Linked DNA regions of Sus scrofa: region 1 is linked to region 2. The links are chromatin contacts, called in public HiChIP or PLAC-seq maps. All regions are on one chromosome and are shown on one strand. Each heading gives the region's core, a stretch centred on a gene start, on an enhancer-like site or on the middle of the called end of the contact. The rest is flanking DNA. Distances are from core to core; before and after follow the strand shown. Region 1 overlaps IFNAR1 (interferon (alpha, beta and omega) receptor 1). Region 2 overlaps IFNAR2 (interferon alpha and beta receptor subunit 2).

The links. HiChIP or PLAC-seq counts read pairs in DNA pulled down with a chosen protein or histone mark.
Region 1: an H3K27ac HiChIP or PLAC-seq map of alveolar macrophages shows a contact between it and region 2. The contact joins two enhancer-like sites. A contact is called at or near these places in 9 of 47 Hi-C or Micro-C datasets (blood, brain, embryonic fibroblasts and 3 more) and 2 of 2 datasets of contacts at active chromatin or transcription factors (alveolar macrophages and skeletal muscle).

Annotation. Positions count from the first base shown.
Region 1 is chr13:196,941,519-196,947,605 of Sscrofa11.1, reverse strand. IFNAR1 (interferon (alpha, beta and omega) receptor 1) reads right to left here. Exons shown (of 11, transcript NM_213772.1): 7 at 4,204-4,403; 8 at 3,920-4,077; 9 at 1,698-1,848; 10 at 311-456. Among named protein-coding and RNA genes, the nearest start is that of IFNAR1, 19 kb to the right of the region's middle. Within about 2 kb of position 2,760, at least 2 of the 83 cell types and tissues checked have an H3K27ac peak or open chromatin away from gene starts, as enhancers often do. A contact at or near this core is called in alveolar macrophages, where this site is marked.
Region 2 is chr13:196,786,483-196,793,018 of Sscrofa11.1, reverse strand. The region is part of intron 1 of IFNAR2 (interferon alpha and beta receptor subunit 2); the gene reads right to left. All of the region lies in intron 4 of LOC110256370 (40S ribosomal protein S2-like), which reads left to right. Among named protein-coding and RNA genes, the nearest start is that of IFNAR2, 24 kb to the right of the region's middle. Within about 2 kb of position 4,053, at least 14 of the 83 cell types and tissues checked have an H3K27ac peak or open chromatin away from gene starts, as enhancers often do. A contact at or near this core is called in alveolar macrophages, where this site is marked.

The DNA.
Region 1 (6,087 bases), core at 1,511-4,010, 160 kb before region 2:
ACAGGATCCGAGCCGCGTCTGCAACCTACACCACAGCTCACGGCGACGCCAGATCCTTAACCCACTGAGCAAGGCCAGGGATCAAACCCGCAACCTCAAGGTTCCTAGTTGGATTCATGTCTGCTGTGCCATGACGGGAACTCCTAGATGGCTGTTTCTAAAGTCAGCTTGCTGACGGAAAAACCTCCGAATCAGTCTGCATTATTTTCTGAGTATCAAGAAAACAATTTACACTCTGTTGAAATCACAGGTATTCCCCAGTCATTTTCAGAAAAACCCAGCTGGCTATTGATAAAGCAAAGTAACGAACCTCATCTATAGTGGAAGGAGGTTTACTTGATGGGAAGAACACATAATTGATACATCGCGAGACGACTTTCACACCATAAAAAACAGCAGGGAACAAAAGTATCGCCGAGAGAATTCCAGCTATAAGCCAGGCTTGGGAAGTGCTTCCTAAAAACAAACAAACGGTGTTTAGCATCAATATAGGTGCTTTTTTTTTTTTGCTTTTTAGGGCTGCATCTGTGGCATACAGAAGTTTCCAGGCTAGGGGTCAAATCGGAGCTGTAGCTGCCAGCCTACACCACAGCCACAGCCACAGCAATACAGGATCCGAGCTGTGTCTGTGACCTACACCACAGCTCACGGCAATGCCAGATCCTCAAACCCACTGAGCGAGGCCAGGGATTGAACCTGCATCCTCATGCATCCAGGTCAGGTTCGTTAACCACTGAGCCATGAAGGGAGCTCCCTCAGTATAAGTTCTGACACACACATCCCTGAAGAAGGCTGACAGTTTTTGTGAACGAAATATAGCCATGCGAAAGGAAAGAGACATAAAATACTGCCCTTAGAAACACTGCTGGAAGCACTGAACATACAAAAGCGGTGAGCAATAGCACTGGCATTTAAAGAGTGGCCTGGGAAGTGAAATAAGACACCCTCCCCGAAGGATTTGATACTGATGGGGAGCTCTGCCCATGCAAAGTGTCCACCAGTGCCTCGGTCACACCCAGCCAGCACAGCTTCCAACACTCTGAGACTGAGCGTTCCAAGTCAACACGAGGCACCGTCACATACAGAGCAGGTCTAAACCCTTCTCACACACCAAAACCCACAACTGGACTAATTAAGGGATTTCCACATGACGATTACATTAGGGATTATATGAAAATTATCATTATCATTAGCTTTTTGTGTGTGTCTTTTTGCCTTTTCAAGGGCTGCTCCCGTGGCATATAGAGGTTCCCAGGCTAGGGGTCCAATTGGAGTTGTAGCTGTAGGCCTACACCAGGGCCACAGCAACTCGGGATCCGAGCCTCGTCTGCGACCTACGCCACAGCTCGTGGCAACACCGGATCCTCAACCCACTGAGTGAGACCAGGGATCGAACCTGCAACCTCACGGTTCCCAGTCGGATTCGTTAACCACTGGGCCACGACGGGACCTCCATCATTAACTATTTTAATGAAAGACCATCATGTGGATATGCGTGAAATATAGAGCGTGCAAGAACCACTGAACGAAGGTATCGAAAATATTTTCTAAAACGATCGACAGCCTTGGCGCAAAGGTCCACTTTTGACACACAGCTCACAGAGAAGATATTCTATTTTTATGGTAAAAAGGAAGTATTTCACAATTTTATTGTTTCATTACACGAAAAAAGAAAAGATACGACAAGAGGCTCTGACCTGGTTTGGTTTTCTCGCACACAGTGTCACTAAAAACACTGCTTCTATTCCACCTGTCATTCTCGATGAGTGCTCTGGCTTTGACACAATACACAGTCAGTGGTTTCAAGTTAGAGAAAGTAAAATCCGTTCTCTTCTCTAGAACGTCTCTCTATAAAAAAATAAGTCATTGAGAACGTTTAGTACCTGTGAAATCATATAGCGAGTATTTATTTTCTGAATTCTCTTTTTTTTTTTTTTTTTTGAAGGGGTGCACCCGTACACATGGAGGTTCCCAGGCTAAGGGTCTCAGTGGAGCTGCAGCTGCCGGCCTACACCACAGCCCCAGCCACGCCGATCCTCAACCCACTGAGCGAGGCCAGGGATCGAACCTACAACCTCATGGTTCCTGTTGGATTTGTTTCCACTGTACCATGACGGGGAATTCCCAATTTTCTGAATTCTTTAAATAGTCAATCTGAGATTGGCCTCTCCCAAATGCTTAGTTGCTATATGTTTAAGACATAGAAATTTTTTTGGACAACACGATAACCAAACTTAAAAGTTAAAAATGCTGGGAGTTCCCATCGTGGCGCAGTGGTTAACAAATCCAACTAGGAACCATGAGGTTGCGGGTTCGGTCCCTGCCCTTGCTCAGTGGGTTAACGATCCGGCGTTGCCGTGAGCTGTGGTGTAGGTCGCAGACGCGGCTTGGATCCCGCATTGCTGTGGCTCTGACGTAGGGCAGTGGCTACAGCTCGATTCGACCCCTAGCCTGGGAACCTCCATATGCCGCGGGAGCGGCCCAAAGAAATAGTAAAAAGACTAAAAAAAAAAAAAAGTTAAAAATGCTGGCGATCCCTTGTGGTGCAAGGATCCGGCCTTGTCACTCTAGTAGCCTGGGTCACTGCTGTGGTGAGGGTTTGATTCCCAGCCCAGGAACACCCCCATACCATGAAGATGGTAGAAAAAAAAAAGCTACTGTAAAAAAAAGAATACAGCATTTCCTAAGACAGCTTGTTTATCAGTAACACGCTCATTTGTGTGTGTTTTTTTTCTTCTTCATTTTAAGGCCACACCCACTGCATATGGAAGTTCCCAGGCTAGGGGTCAAATCAGAGCTGCAGCCACCGGCCTATGCCACAGCCACAGCATCAGAGGATCCAAGCTGCATCTGCCAACTACATCACAGCTCATGGCAATGCCAGATTCTTAACACACTGAGCGAGCCAGGGGTCGAACCTGCAACCTCATGACTCCTCATCGGATTCGTTTCTCCTGAGCCACAATGGGAACCCCTGATTTGGTTTGATTGCCATTGTATTCCCTCTGCTTAGTGGCAGAATAATTAAGAGCAGGGGTTCTGGCCTCAAACTGCCTGAATCAAAATATCATTTAGAGCTAAGAGGCTTTATGCGAGGTATTTAATTCCTCTGGGCCCTATTTCCAGGTCTGTACAATAAGGACAACTATGACTTCTTGTTTGTATTAGTCAGCTATTGCCACAATAACGTTGTGTAAGAAAACATTACAACAAAATAATGTTGGGAAATGTTGTGTAACAAAACAGCCTGCGGCTCACAACATATTTATTTTTCTCCCTGGTGAGTGTCCCAGTGGGCTGGGGAGCCCTCGCTGAGACTGTGGGTCAAGTTCAGGTCTGCTCCACAGTCTCTCCTCTGCCCTGGACCAGAGACCTGGTGCTTCCTTTCCTCTCGGCAAATGGGAGAAGCACAGAAACAAGCCACACAGGTGCACGTCACGGTCCACTGTCTACAGCCTGGCATCCGTGAAGCAGAAAGGAACACTCCATTCTACGAATTTGCAGAAGAGCAATTTAACAGATCAAACCGGCAGGGTTGTTTTAAAGAATGATTGGGACCATTCATATAAAATACTTAGCATAGTACCTGATATGCAATGAGTATTCAAACAGCCTCAGAGGGCAAGCACTTTGCCGAAGGTTACACAGCCACAGCAACGCCAGCTCCGAGCCGTGTCTGCAACCTACACCATAGCTCATGGCAACGCTGCATCCTTAAGCCACGGAACAAGGACAGGGATCAGACCCGTGTCCTCACGGACACGATGTGGGGTTCTTAACCCGCTGAGCCACAACGGGAACTCCTCACATAGCCTTCAAGTTTAAAAATTTCCCTAAAATCTTAACTTTGAGCTGTGTTTACCCAAATCACAGTTGTAACTCTGAATTACAAGCGTATACCACACAGTCTTTATGATACCTCAGTATCTGAAGTGTTTTCTCTAAAAATAACTTCATAAATTAGTGGGTAAAGCTGGTTCACAGACTTGTCCTCAGATTCTTTCGGAGCACCGATACCGACACGCAGTGAAGCATCATTTATGGGTTTCATGTTGATGACGGGAGGAAACAGGATAGCTAGGAGAAATGTGTAAAGACACAAAGTTCAAATTAGACCACCTTTTTGTTTTTAAAAAAAAAGAATTTACAGCAAATTGGAGAATTACCATGATTACCATGGAAAGATGAAAACTATCAGCTTACTTTGCATTTCAGTATTAAATCTCTTCTCTTCGGACCAAAGAGATGTGCTATTTCCATTAGATGCTTGGACACGGATGAAGAAAATTCCTTTCGTGAAAACATTTTGAGGAAAGACACAATGGGTCGTTTTGACATTTTCACAGTTTGGTATTTGTTTCCACTTGTCTGAATGGTCCTCAGGAATCTTTTTTAAAAAGGCACTTTGAAGACAAAAAAAAAAGTGAATTTTTTTTTTTTTTTTTTATTCCAAACACACTAAGTCAGTAAATATTCACTGAGTACCTATAATATGCCAGACACTCTGTGGGAGGAGCAGGTCACAGGGGTAAATAGTCCTCGCCCTCAGGAAACTCACAATACGGTGGAAGAGACATGTCACGAACGAAAACCAAGATCTTGCTCCAGGGCGTGCTAACGGAGCCGGTGTTAGAGCCGGCTGGTACCCATGCACCAAAACAATGGTACATTTTCTGGAATGCTGTCGGCTGAGTCTTAAACAGCCATTATTACAAATGAAGTTACATGAACTTCCAAATAAAGAAAGTGTATCAAAAGGAAAAGTGATAAATACTCCAACTCATCTTGTCCTAATTATTTCCCACGTTTTATGATCTCCGCTCGAGGCTAGTTCCGTCGGCTGCGTCTACTTGGCAGGAAGGCCACGTGATGATGCTTACTGTGCATCTTCCCAGCTCCGTGTCCGGTGACGTGGGCTGGGAGCATCACAGAGGCCACGGTGGGAGTATTTCTACCATGGAAACTGACAAGACACTACAGGTGAGGCTTTTGCCTTCTGGGAAGCCGCCTGTTAAAGGGGTACCGGCCCGCCCGTGGGAGCGTGCTGTAATAGAGATACAGACGCCAGTGTGACACAGAGTCACACGAGCAGGTCTAAACGGGATACGGCTGAGCCTGGAGAGGTTAGGTAAGCTGCTTGGAAACCAACAGCTCAAGGCATCTCTGTTCGAGTCTGGAACTTCAACAGCCTCCTAACTGGTCCCTTTGTCTTTAGTGCCTCCTTGGTCCGCTAGACCATAGCTAATGTGGCCACCGTCACTGTCCTCAGATACTGGCCTCATGTTACCCATCCCTCAACACAAAATTCCCACTGGTACCCAAATGCCTATAGGAAGGTCTGAGGCTAAGCCTGATCTTAGGCTGTCCTGCTTATTCAACGTTCTCTCATTGCTCCCTGAGCCCAAGTGTTCTGGGCTACTCTCGAAGGAGAGCTCCCCATTTGCATGGAATGCCAAGATGGGGCAGAGCCTCCTTGCCTGCCCACTTGTATCTCTCACAAGCGTCCTATCCTAATAAATCTATTTCTTGCCTATCAAAAAAAAAAAAAAAAAAGAATTCCACGATGGCCCCAGGATTCCCACCGCCTGGTGCATGAGCCCTACACAGACCCCTCCCCACCACCTCCCGGTTAGGTAACATTATTCAGCAAAGGTGAAGGGATTTTACAAATGAAATAAGGCTCCCACACCAGCTGACTTTGAGTTAATCAAATGAGAGCCCAGCAGTTCCCATCATGGCTCAGTGGTTAACGAATCCAACTAGGAACCATGAGGTTGTGGGTTCGATCCCTGGCCTGGCTCAGTGGGTTAAGGATCTGGCGTTGCTGTGGCTGTGGTGTAGGCCAGCAGCTACAGCTCCAATTTGACCCCTAGCCTGGGAACTTCCACATGCTGCAGATGCAGCCCTAAAAAAGACCAAAAAAAAGAGACTGGCTTGGGTGGGCCTGGCCTGATCAGATGAGCCTTTAAGAGAGGATTTAGAGGTCAGAGACTCTCTCTCCCGAGGGCCTCCAAGAAAAGGCCACCACGAGCTCTACAGCTGTGAGAAGTGGATTCTGCCAACCACCACGAGCTTGGGAGACAGCAG
Region 2 (6,536 bases), core at 2,804-5,303:
TTGTCTTAACCAAAGAATGCAATCTGACACCATCAATGATGGGACAAAGTACAATTCTGCACCACTCAACAGTGAGCAATGAGAGAAAGGCGGCAGTACCACGTCCATGATACTCCTGCCAAAGCTGCATAACCAGATACAGGGACAGGCTACAAAATCATTGGCCTGTAGTCTCCTACAGTCTGTACAAGGGTTAAGTCGTCACGGTCAAAGTCTGAGGAACCCTTCAGGAAACGCAAGAGACATGACACCTAAATGCAGTCAGTGACTGCGTTTAACCAGAGAGGGCATGACAAGAGATGCCCTTGAACGGGGTCAGAGGATGAGCTGGGATTCATGTGTCAAAGTTAATTTCCTGATCGTGATGATTGTGTTGTCGTTTCTGCAGAAGAGTTTCCTTGTTTGTAGAAAATAAACACAAAAGGTTTTGTGTATGGAGGGGTCATGGAGCACCAGAAAATGACTCAGAAATAAAGGACTTTATACTGTAGTTTAACTTTCCTGGAGGTGTGTGATTGTTTAAGAGTGAAATTTTATTTCATTTTTTAGAAAAATTTATATTAAAAATTTTATTTATTTGTTTGTTATTATTGTTTTTTTAATGGCTGCATCCATGGCATATGGAAGCTCCTGGGCCAGGGATCGAATCCAAGCCACAGCTGTGACCTGTGCTACAGCTGCAGCAACATGGGATCATTTAACCCACTGGGCCAGGCCGGGGATCAAACCATGGCCACCACAGTGACAAGCCAAACCATTAACTTATTGCACCATGATGGGAACTCCAGTAAAATTTGATTAAAGGAGGCAGTGAGATATACAATTTTGGGTCTTTGTGGAAAGCCCTTATCTGGAGTTATGAATTTGCCCATCATCAGCATAGAGCTGAAATGTTTCAGCAATTGCATGGGATCAACTACAGAGCGAGTGGGAAAGACAGCTGAGGACCCAGCCCTGGGTCTCACCAAGGTTTAGGTGTCCAGAAGGGAAGTGAAGCAAAAAAAAGGGGGGGGGCATGGTCAGAGTGAATTGGAGAAAATCAACAGATTGGATATCATAGAAGCTGAGACAAGAAAAAATTCTTTCCCTCTCTTTTATTTTTTCTTTTTAAGACTGCACCCATAGCATGTGGCAGTTCCTAGACTAGGCGTGGAATCGGAGCTGCAGGTGCCAGCCACAGCCACAGCAACACCAGATCTGAGCCTCGTCTGCAACCTACACCACAGCTCACAGAAACACCGGATCCTTAACCCACTGAGCGAGGCCGGGGATGGAACCCTCATCCTCATGGATACTAGTTGGATTTGCTTCTGCTGTGCCACGACAAGAACTCCAAGAGTCTCTTGATGACTTCTTGTGCAACGTGTTGAGGGGTTAAGTAAGATGAAGCTGTGAGCAGGGCTGCCAGTAACCTCTGGACAAGAGCTGCCTCAAGGGAGCCCAGTTAGGAAGTATGACTCCAAGATGTCCACATCCTGGTCCCTAGCATCTCTGACAATCTTACCTTATGTGGTCAAAGGGACTTTGCAGGTATGAAGGAAGATCTTTCAATAGGCAGATTAGCCTGGATTATTTGGGTGGGCTCAAGGTAACCACAGGGTCTGTAGGAGGAGGATGCGGGAGGATCAGAGTCAGAGAAAGAAGATGTAAGGACGGGAGTTCCCATTGTGGCTCAGCAGTAACGAACCTGACTAGTATCCATGAGGATGCAGGCTTGATCCCTGGCCTAGCTCAGTGGGTTATGGACCTGGCATTGCCATGAGCTGTGGTGTAGGTCACAGATGCTGCTCAGGTCCAGCGTGGCTATGGCTATGGTGTAGGCCAGCAACTGCAGCTCTGATTTGCCCCCCTAGCCTGGGGTGGAGAAGCCAGTCCTTGGGAGGTGCTACATTGTTGACCTTGAAGATGGCAGGTAGGAGCCATGAACCAATGGGTGCAGGTGGCCTTTAGAGGCTAGAAAAGGCAAGGACATGGATAGCCCCCTACAGTCTCCAGAAGGCACACAACTCTACCGGCACCTCCATCTTAGGACTGATCTCCCAAACTGTAAGGTAATTTTGTTTGTTTGTTTTCTGTGGCATATGGAAGTTCCCAGGCTAGGGGTGGAATCAGAGCTGCAGCTCCTGGTTTACGCCATGACCACAGTAATATGGCATCTGAACGGCATCTTCGAACTTTACCACAGCTTGAGGCAATGCTGGATCCTTAACCCACTGAGCAAGGCCAGGAATTGAACCCACATCTTCGTGGATACTCAGAGGTTCTTAATCGTCTCAGCCACAATGGAAACTCCATAAATTTGTTTTAAGCTGCTAAAATTGTACTAATTTCTTATAGCAGCGAGAGGAAACCAATACAGGGAGAGGGGGTTAGGGACAAAAATAGGGGGAGAGGAAAACAACTTTGAAGTTTTTATTGTGAAAGTGGGCAGAGAAAGGGGTGGGAGGAGGATGGGCCACAGTTATTCATGGGTCAGTGACAATCTTTAATTTTTTAATTAATAGGCAATTTTTAAGGGCAGTTTTAGATTTATAGAAAAATTACATTGGAAAGTACAGAGAGTTCTCATTTTATGCCTCCCTTCAGTTTTCTAGTAACATCTTTTTTTTTTTTTTTTTCCTGTCTTTTTGCCTCTGCTAGGGCCGAACCTGTGGCATATGGAGGTTCCCAGGGTAGAGGTCTAATTGGAGCTGTAGCTGCCAAGACTACGCCAGAGCCACAGCAACGCAGCATCCGAACTGCGTCTGCAACCTACACCACAGCTCAGGGCAACACCGGATCCTTAACCCACTGAGCAAGGCCAGGGATCGAATCCGCAACCTCATGGTTCTTAGTCAGACTCATTAACCACTGAGCCACGATGGGAACTCCTCTAGTAACTTCTTGTAATCATGTGGTACATTTGTTACCATTGGTGAGCCAGTGTTGTTACATTATTATTAACCAAAGTCCCAGTTTACACTAGGGTTCGCTTGTGTGGGTTACATTCTATGAGTTTTGACCAATGTTATGTATTCACCTTTATAGCATCATGCAGAGTAATTTCTAAAAATGCCCTGTGCTCCATCTGTTTGCTCCTTATTTTTCTCTTCCCTTCCTGGCAACCACTGATTTTTTATTTTTATTTTTTTAATGAATGAATTAATTAATTTATCTTATCATCTCCACAGTTTTTCTTTTTTTGGCGTGACATATAGTTGGACCCATACAGTACATAGCCTTTTCAGATTGGCTTCTTTCACTTCGCAATATGCATTTAAGCTTTCTCCATGTCTTTTGTGGCTTGATAGTGCCTTTCTTCTTCATGCTGAGGAATATTCCATTGTATGGGTATACCGCAAATTGTTTATCCATTCACCCATTGAAAAATGTCTTGGTTGCTTCCAAGGTTTGGCAATTATGAATAAAGCTGCTACAAACATCCTCATGCAGGGTTTTTTTTTTTTTTTTTTTTTTTTTGGTGAATGTGTTTTCAACTCATGGGTAGATATCAAAGAGTGTGATTGTTGGATCATATTTTAAGTGTCATGTTTAGTTTTGTAAGAAATCACCCAATAGCCTTCCCAAGTGGCCACACCATTTTTCATTCCCGTCAGCAATGAGGGAGGGTCCTCCCTTCTCTCCATCCTTACCAGCATTTGGTGCTATCAGCATTTTGAATTTTAGCCATTCTAGGTGGTGGCATGTATCTTGTTGGTTGAAGGGGTGGGTATTTCTAAGATGGGTGATTGTCAGGTAGGTCATAGTCTACTGAGATTGTTCTATAGCAAGAGAGAAATTGATAAGTGGGGAAGAGAGGAGATAAAGGCGTGAATGAAAGTGTTGAGATGGGGCAGGGGGATTCAGCCACACTGTAGGGGCTGGTCTTAGGTAGAAAGGAAATTTGTCCTTTGTAGCAGGGGAAAGGAAGGCAGAAAGAGGGGGTGGATTTGAAGGCAAGGAAAGAGACTCTCTGACAACTTCTGCTTTTTGCAGGAAGTATGTGACAAAGTCATCTGCTGAAAATGATGTGTGTGGGCAGGATCGTGAAAGAGGTTCATAGAGAAAGAGTTTCTAAATGTGGAATACTCTTGTGTGTCATGATGAGAGGTGACCCAGTGTAGAGATTTCTCAAGACTGCAGAGAGTACTGGTGTGGGTTCGATTCTTCTTTTCTTAAAATCCACAGCCCTACATCTCTCTACTCTCCTGCGGTCAGGAAGGCAGGAATGGTTAGTGGAAAAATGCCAAATTAGGAATCAAGGAACTGGATCTGGTCTCAACTCTGGCATGAGATGACCTCTCATGGGTCAAGTTTATTGCCGAGGTCAAGTACTTAGCTCTAACTTCCTCTTGGTGGCACCAGGCTGAGATTCTCAAGGCTGTGCCTGGCATAGCCCCTGAGCTCTCCCTCTGACTCGCAGTGTGTGAGAATATGGGAGTCAGTTCCTCCCTGGACCAAGAAATCCCAATCCATCGTTTGACAATATTTAGCCTCTCTCTTTGCACAGCTGCCGTCTTTGCCCAGGCAGGTGGAGGAAATGGAGCAAGCAACGGGCTGCTTCTTTGCACTCAGCTGCAAGCTGTCACTATTAATAGTTCAGGGCATTGCAGCCTTGGCATCTATGGCCCCTTGGGATAGGCAAACAGAAGCCCATCTCCATCACCTGAGCCTCAGCCCAGGAACTAAGCCACATGCACATGACTCTCTTTTCTCACCTCTGATTCTCAGAATTACTCATTTCCTTCCTTTTTCACCCTGTTTTTAAGCCAACATCACCCTTGAGGGCTTGTTTCTACCCATACTCGTACCCCTACGACTTCTTGGGTGTTAGGCACCAGGGATCTGCGGCCACTGCAGTTGAAGAGAGCTAAGATCCTACCCCAAGCATGCTTGAGAAATGGGTGCCACCAGGGCTTGAAAGGAAAGAAAACAGAAACAAAACAAAAATGAGAGGATCTGAGACAGCTTTCTCTTCTAGAACATGCTAATAGACCATGTGACTCCTAAAGTCTTTTGAGACTTTGTATTGTGGCAATGAATTAATTGTGCATACTCATGAATATATATCATCCAGTGAGTTAGGACATAAATACAGATCAATTAAAAAAAAACCCTCAACTGCATTGTCTTCTCATGGACCCCAAGTCTCCCAATGGCCCATGGCCATCTGTAGGGAGAACTCTGTGCGTGGGAAGCTGATGGATTCCCAAAAGACCATGCTTTTCTAGGGGAGTAGCCCAAGAAGGCAGGTAGTTCGTCTGAGGCTGCCAAGGGCAGATCAAGGTGCCTGGACTCAATCCTAGGTCTTGGTGCGTCATGGGGAAACAGGAGTATCTTTGGGGGACACTTCTTATTTGGGGAATTTGGTCAGTGTCTGCAGAGAGAAAGCTGTGAGAAACTCCAAGACAAACGCCTTGAGCCCTCTGGATGGGTTTAGTGCTCCCGAAGTGCTCCCCAGGAGCCAAAGTGATCAGCGCCTGGATCTTGGACTTGTAGCCTCTAGAGCCATGAGAAATAAACAATTAATATTTAAGCCACTTGATCAATGGTGTTTTGTTAGAGCAGCCTGAGCAGACTTAGACAGTATATGGTTTTAATATAATTGAATGTTAACTGCTGTGTACATTGAGAGAAGAGTCATACTTTGTTTCGTTCAGAGATGTACTTACATTTTGGGAGTTTTCCAGGGTGATGAGTTTGCCCTGCAGAAATCAGTGACTCACTTTTTGGTGCTATCTAGAACCCTACTGCTTCTCCTGCCCTAGAAAGAACACACTTTTCAATTCCGTAATGGGATCTTTCATTTAAAAGCTATTTTTTTTCTTCTTCATTTTTAACTAGACTTCAGGTACACAGAAGAGGAGTAATCAACCATAATCCTGAGTTCTTGATGTTCTCTCATCACTGGTCCATATTGATCCTGCCCAAATTACTTACTTACTTACTTAATTAATTATTTTTAGAGCTGTATCTGTGGCATATGGGGCTAGGAGTTCCCTGACTAGGGGTCAAACTGGAGCTGCAGCTGCCAGCCTATGCCACAGCCACAGCAATGCCAGATCTAAGCCATGTCTGTGACCTACCCCACAGCTCATAGCAACACTGGGTCCTTAACCCACTGAGCCACAAGGGAATGCGATTTCTAGATTTTTGCTGTTGAAAGCCACCCTGCTATACACATTCCTGTATATTTTGCTGGTTTTACAAGTGCAAGAGCTTCAAGTATGTTTCTGGAAGTGAAACTGCCAAGTCATTAGGTATGTGACTTTTTCACTTTAGGAGGACACACCAAAAGTTTTTCCCAATGCTCTTACATAAGTTTATAGTCCCATCAGCAAATATGCACATACCTTTGTTTATATTGGCTTCTATCTCAGTTACATGTGGCTAGACGGTCTGGTGTGTGTTTTATCTACTCTTTGAAATTTGTTCAGTGTTTCTCTGTGACTGCATTTTTGCAAATGTTTCATATGTGCTTTCAAATGTGTTCTTTGGGAGTTCCTGTCATGGCTCAATGGTTAACAAACCTGACTAAATGAAGTTCCCAGACCAGG